2 separate regions of the Athene noctua genome follow, and region 2 is linked to region 1. The links are chromatin contacts, called in public Hi-C maps. All regions are on one chromosome and are shown on one strand. The core of a region is the stretch at or near the end of the contact, and the rest is flanking DNA. Distances in the headings are between cores, read along the strand shown. Region 1 holds the start of PDCL3 (phosducin like 3). Region 2 holds the start of RPL31 (ribosomal protein L31).

The links. Hi-C and Micro-C count contacts between places; a contact is called where the count stands out from the background.
Region 2: a contact with region 1 is called in a Hi-C map of liver, with 3 times the contacts expected there. The contact joins the promoter of RPL31 here to the promoter of PDCL3 in region 1. A contact is called at or near these places in 2 of 2 Hi-C or Micro-C datasets (heart and liver).

Annotation. Positions count from the first base shown.
Region 1 is chr1:193,878,883-193,882,078 of bAthNoc1.hap1.1, reverse strand. It overlaps PDCL3 (phosducin like 3), which reads right to left and starts at 1,529. Exons shown (of 6, transcript XM_074908810.1): 1 at 1,400-1,529. The coding sequence starts at 1,405.
Region 2 is chr1:194,100,971-194,104,166 of bAthNoc1.hap1.1, reverse strand. RPL31 (ribosomal protein L31) reads right to left here and starts at 1,496. Exons shown (of 5, transcript XM_074930295.1): 1 at 1,416-1,496; 2 at 603-719. The coding sequence starts at 709.

The DNA of each region.
Region 1 (3,196 bases), core at 280-2,779:
CTCAACACAGCAAGGTTTTCCCAGAGACACAGCACACGGCTAAACTGGTTAACTATCTGGATGGCGCCAGAAAGTTGAAGTGCACATCCTCCTGAAGCTGAGGCTTTTTTGCAGCCCCACACCAATACCCTGAAGACTGACTTCACTTTATTCCATCCCACTCACAGCACACACAGGAGGTCTTGTAGAGTTTGAAGCATTGTAACCACCACTGCAGCTCTCACAAGGTAAAAGGGGAGGAAATCAGCTGGGTGATGGGGAAGCACACTGGCCACAGTGCTCATGTACAGAGCCTCAGAAGAACAACAGGTCACCACATCAGCGGCCATTGCATTGGGAAGCACTGGTGAGAAGACACGCAGGCACCAGCCTTGCAGACCTAACTCTGGATATATGGGAAGTCTCCTTAGCAGTTTCAAGTCAGTGTGACTACACAAGTGCTTAGAGAAAAGCGAGCACAGTTTCTGCCAGACAAGCCCATGGCTAAGGAATCTGATCAAAACTTATGCCTAGGCTGTGCCTGAAAAAAAGAGACTTTACTGTGAAATAGTCACAATAATACGGCAAAACAAGACCAACAGGCACCCATTTTGTTTTGTTGAGGCACCCATTTGTATTGGTGAGAAGCTTAGTAGAAGTTCTTCCAAGTTAGGTAACAATTTTATTTTTTTAAATGCATGAAAATTCAGTGATAAGCATTCACAGGCTGATTTTGATGCCTTATTGTCTTGACCTGAGCTCACTTTGAAAACTGAATACAGCACCTACTGCTTTACTTGTATCAACAGACCTTACACTAGGTCTGTTAGAGACCATATCTCTTCTCTAGACCACAGCACAGTACTTCTAGACTATCAGGAAAAAAAAAAAAAACAAACAAAAAAAACCCAACAAAAAAAGAAAACGAAGTAGCTCGGCAAGTGGCATGCCGTATTACTTTTTTTTTGTCTCTGACTGTGGTCATTTTTCCCTCGACACAGCTCTTCACAGCATCTACTGTCGTTTATCAACACACTGATGAAGTGCCCGAAACACCCACCCACCCATCTGCTTACTACAGTACCGAAATAAATATCGTACTTGAAAAAAAAAAACAACCAACAAACCACCCAACAAAAAACCCAACAAACCGCCGCAAACGCATGCCATGGGGCTTCATAACAGGACCGCCACACGACAAGCACCTCCATCCCCAGAAAGGGGGTGAGGCCGGGGACTGCCCCCGGGGCGCTCGGCCGCTGAGGGCGGCCCACGGCTGCCGGCGGGGCCCGAGGCCGCCCCGGCGGTTGTGACCAGGCGCGGGGCCCAGCCCCTGCTCTTCGTCCGGGCGGGCTCCCCCTCCGCTCCCGCGGCACCGGCCGCACATCGGCCCGGTACGCGGGGCCCCCCGGCTGCTCACCTGCATCCTGCCGCCGGGGACGGGGCCGGGGCCCGGGCGGCGGTACGGGGTTGAGCTGGGCAGGGCCGGTCCCGGCGTGCGCGGCGCGGCCGGAGGAGGCGGCGCTCGCCGGCGGGGCGGGCGCAGCTCCGCTGCCTCTTCCCGTGCCGCCTAATAAGGCCGGTGCCGGCGGCGCGGCCTGAGTCTGTGGGGCTGCAGCGGCGGGCGCCGGCGAGCCCCGCCGAGCCGCGAGTCCCTGACAGCAGCGGGGCCGGGCCGCGCCGGCTGGAAGAGTTCGCGAGTTTCCGCTCTGGCTGTGGGGTTTTGCCCTCTCCTGTACCCTTGCCGTCAGCATTTCCCATAGCCGCCACAGCGCCGGATTTTAAAAGGTCCGACCCCAGCTCCTAACGGGGATCCCGCGTCATCTCCCGGGCGGGGAGCCCCGGCGTGCACACCGGGAAGGGCAGCGGGATTTAGAAACTTTTTCCCCGCCTGTCCCACCTGTCCCGGCAAGGGCCCTCGCTGCTCCTCGTCTTTATTCCGCAGGTGGAAGGCGGCGGAGGGTGCCTCATGGAGCAGCCCGGGGTTGACGGGCAGCTCCAGCGGCCCTGGTGGGGGCACCCGCTGGTCCCCAGGCCTGCAAGCAGCCGTCCCTGCGTGCCACCCCTCGAGTGCTTCTGGAGGGGTTTCGTACAAAGCTCGGTCATGTAAATCATGAGGCTGCACGGCCCCGGCGGGGCTGTGTGGGAGCTGTGCCCCTGCCCAAAGCCCATCTCAGCAGCGCTTTAACACAAGTACCGTTCTTCTGGAGGGATGGCTTGCCCTCCGCTCATACCCCTCAAACCAGCGTCAGCTCAGAAACGATGCAGGATGTAAGGAGGACAGAGGAATTTCTGTCTGGCTTCCAGGTTGGCACAGCCTTGTAAGAAACCTTTCCTCATTCCCACGCTATACCCTCACCATCGGAGCTCAGCCAGGCTGGCTGTGCAGCTCTGCTCTTGCCTTGCCCCTTTCATCATTGTTTCAGCAGCAGAGCAAAGGATGCAAAATCACAGCCCTCTAAAAGTAACCTGCTAAACACACCCTGGAAAAGAGTTATGCAGTGGAGAGCAAAACAAAGAATTTGGTATGAGATTGAGAAATAGGTGACATATTCTGAAACTCTTATTTCAGAAGTTAAAAAGAAGCAGTGAACTACTTCCTAGCACCTTCCAGCACTCCTTTCTCACTGGTGAAGCAATCAGGCAGGAAGAGAAGCACATTTTCTGTGAGTCAACCCTGCTAAAATGAGTTCACCGCACCCTTGCAGTGTGTCAGCAGAGCTATGAGCCCCTCTCCTCCTGTCCAGCCCCAGGTGGCTTGTCCTTGTTGGATGGTGTGGCTCTGTAGGGCACACAGGGGAAGCAGCATGGGCATAAGATATGGGATCCCAACCAGGCAGCGTGCTGAGCTGGGCATGGACTCAGCTCCTCACACTCCCCAATCAGCATCCTGGAGCTACTGTAAACCTGAACACATAAACCAAGCTGGGCACCGTCATAGAAACACCCCAAATAAATTGTCAGCCATAGGGAACACTTCCCTAGGTGCAGTGGACGGAGGAAGCAAGCAGTCGATTCAATGTGAATGATAGAGCAAGCTTCAACTTTATTGCAAGAAATCACACCTTATATAAGCACTCTACTATAATCATGCATACTACTCACAAATCTATTGGATACATCTAAAAGGTCACATTATAATATCCCAACCCCTTGTAGCATTTCAGGTATGTCACAACATCCTCCTTCTTCTGGCTTGTTTTTTTCCCAAAGGTTG
Region 2 (3,196 bases), core at 247-2,746, 220 kb before region 1:
CAATTTCAGCAACTGTTTCGATTCGGATACAGTTTTCTTCCACCTGACTGTAGCCATACACATACAAAGAGAATCAAAAGGAGACAGTTTCTCAGCAAGTCCTCTCAAGCACTTTACTAGTGCCCAGTTCTATGAGATTCAACACTCTGTCAGGTAAAAAGTTATGCTCCCCTGCACACAACAAATATTGTTTAACTCAAATCATACCTCAATTTACACCTCAAACAATTTAGTGAGAAGCACGGCGCCAATCATTTGAATACAGTATTTAATTTCTAAAACTTAACACAGTGGGCTAAACTTTAAATGTCACTTGGGGAACAATGACAACCTGTGGTCAGAGGTAAATAGATCTAACTTCAAATTAAGTCCATAAACACAAAACCAAACTCGCTTGTTCCCATAAGCTATATGCCAAGCATACGTCTGTAGAAGTAGGTACAGAGCTGCTTCCTCGGAATACAACAGTAGCACAAGGGACTAAAACATCATGCGTTAGCATCGTGCCGGTAAGGACTGTCGTTCTCTGCCGTTTAAACTACCGAACCCACTTCCAAACACCACTTTAGATCAGGCTGATTCCACTGATAAGAAGAACTTACACGCCATGGATCCGCTTGTGAATGTTGATGGTATATTCCCTGGTTACCACCTCGTTGATGGCAGAGCGCCCCTTCTTCTTCTCACCACCTTTCTTTGCAGGAGCCATCTGAGAAACGCTGAAAAGCATCCGTGCACACATCAAACGCAGACCCAACTTCCCTCGGACTTTTCCCCTGTCCCCTTCCTTACCATCGGCTCCAGCTCCTTACCAGCCACACAAACCCCCCATTCAGAAGCTTAAAACTTAATTCATCCCCGGGGTCGCACCAGTTGCAGACTTTACACAGCAACTTCTCAGCACCACAAATGCTTTACTCTTATCTCCCTGACAGGAGCACGAACATCTGAGGCTCTCTGACCACTTCCCATGAAGATGGGGCTCCTGGCCAGCCTCGAGCGCCCCTAAAACCGCCCCATCCTGCTTCTGTATGTCCAAGCCCCTTCCTGCTTCAGGGCAACCCAGGAGAGCAGCTCAACCCGTCCCCAATGGAGATGACAATGCCGGAAAAGCTCCTTCCAAGGACTGATCGCGGCCTCAGCTTCCTCCTCCCTCACCAAGGCCCAGCACGGGCCGTAACCCCGTAACAAGCTCCCCGCAGGCCTCCCCGGGCCTGCGCCCTGTCCGGTACAGCGCAGGCCTGGGGGGGGAACGACAGGGAGATGGGCCCCAGCCCCGCCGAACGCGGACCCGCCGACAGGTACCACTCGGTGCCACCCGCGCCGGGCCAAGCCAAAGACACCACCCCCCGCCGCGGGGTCTGCAAGGCGGATGGCGGCGGATTCGGCCGCCCGGCCCCGGGGCCGCCACTCACCCAGCCGGGAACGGGCCTGAAAGGAAGGCGCAAAGGCCTGTGGGAGCGAGGAGCTCTTCCGGGATGCGGGCGGCGACCGACTGCGCCGGCGCCAAGCGGAGGGGCGCAGGCGGGCGGTGGCGCGCATGCGCCTGAGGCGCGGCAGGGCCTGCGGGCGGCTTGTCCGTCGGTGCGTTGTCGGTCTGTCGGTACCGGGGGGGAGGGGTTTGCTGGCGGCGGAGGGAGCAGCCGCCGGCTTTCCCGACTCGAGAGCTGCTTCTGCCGCAGCCTGGAGCCGAAGCCCTGAGGCGGGGATCTCGCGGAGAGTGAGGGCTGGCCCGCCCGCCTCCTGTCTAAGCAGCTGTTTTTTAGGTGGTGCGTTGTGCGGGGAGCCTCCACAATTCGGCTTAGGGGTGTTGTGCTTCTAGCAAGCAGGTTGCCCCGTTGAGAGGTGCAGCTGCCGTTCCTGAGGCAGGAGCTCGGCACGCCAGCGTGGGGCAGTAGCCTGCGGCGACTACCCCGCCTGGCCACCCGCCTAGCAAAGTGGCCAGAGCTGAGGGATGGTGGTGGGGCGAGACCGCTTTCGGCTATAGCGAACTGGAACAACAGCCCAGCTTTACGAAGAGGCCTGGCACTGCATTGGGTGTGCAACAGGGAACAAGTGCAGTAATCCAAAACCAGAATGTGTGTGCAGGGAAGGAATGTGACAGAGCATTAAAAACTAGTAATCCTTTCCTTTTTTAACAGTAAATCTGTTCTTGCAAGTGCTTTGTATCCTTTCAAATAATATAATAAATGAGGTTATTGGAAGGCAACCCCACCCTATTTACAGCTTCTCCCTTTGCACAACTTGCAGTACTGCTGGTTTTAGAAAAACGAAGTGTGCTCCAGGGCTGAGTTTGGTTTGTCCCACTAACGACAGGAGAGATGCGGGTGTATTAGAACTATCTCTGAGAGTAAATGTGGTTTGACCTTGGCTAAATGCCAGATACCCAAGTTGCTCTTAGCACTTCCCCTCCCTTCCCCCTTTTTTTCTCAACAGGTCAAAGAGGGGAAAGAAAATAAGATAGACCAACCCTTGTGGGTAAAACAAACGCAGTTTTAATAGCAGTTTTAATATAAGCTAAGCGAAGCAAGGGTCCGTGCATGGAAGCAAAAAAAAGAAAACAGATTTATTCTCTCCTTCCCATGAAGAGGCGCTGTCGGGCCTTCTCAGGAGCGGGCTCCCATACGTGTAGTGGTTGCCTCGGGAGGACCAAGGGTGACCCCACCCCCTTCCTCCTTTCTCCCAGCTTTATACTGAGCAGACGTCACATGGTCTGGAATATCCCTTTGGGCAGTTCGGGTCAGCTGTCCTGGTTGTGTCCCCTCCCAAGATCTTGCCCACCCTGTCCCATGGGGGGGTGGTGAATGTTGGGAAGAGCCTTGGTGTTGTGTAAGCACCACTCAGCAGTAGCCACACCACCAGTGTGATATCAACACCCTGTCATTAAAACACAGCACCATGAGGGCTGCTATAGGGGAAGACCAATTCCAGCTCAGTCAGACCCAGTACAGTAAAACAAACTCTTAATTTTCTCTTCCTGTGACTTCCATCATAGTAGCTGAGACCCATCAAGTGGCTCTTCCACAGGTATTTCCTCTGAGGTGGTCATGTTCCTTCATTGCCTCCTCCCTGCGTGAACTTTTTTTGGCCTACAGATTTCTCGCCCCCTTTCCCAGAATAAGCCCTTACAGGAACAGGTGGAATTGATGAAGTTAGCCTCATTTAGCCAACTGGCCTTTGCTAAGGTTTATCTGTA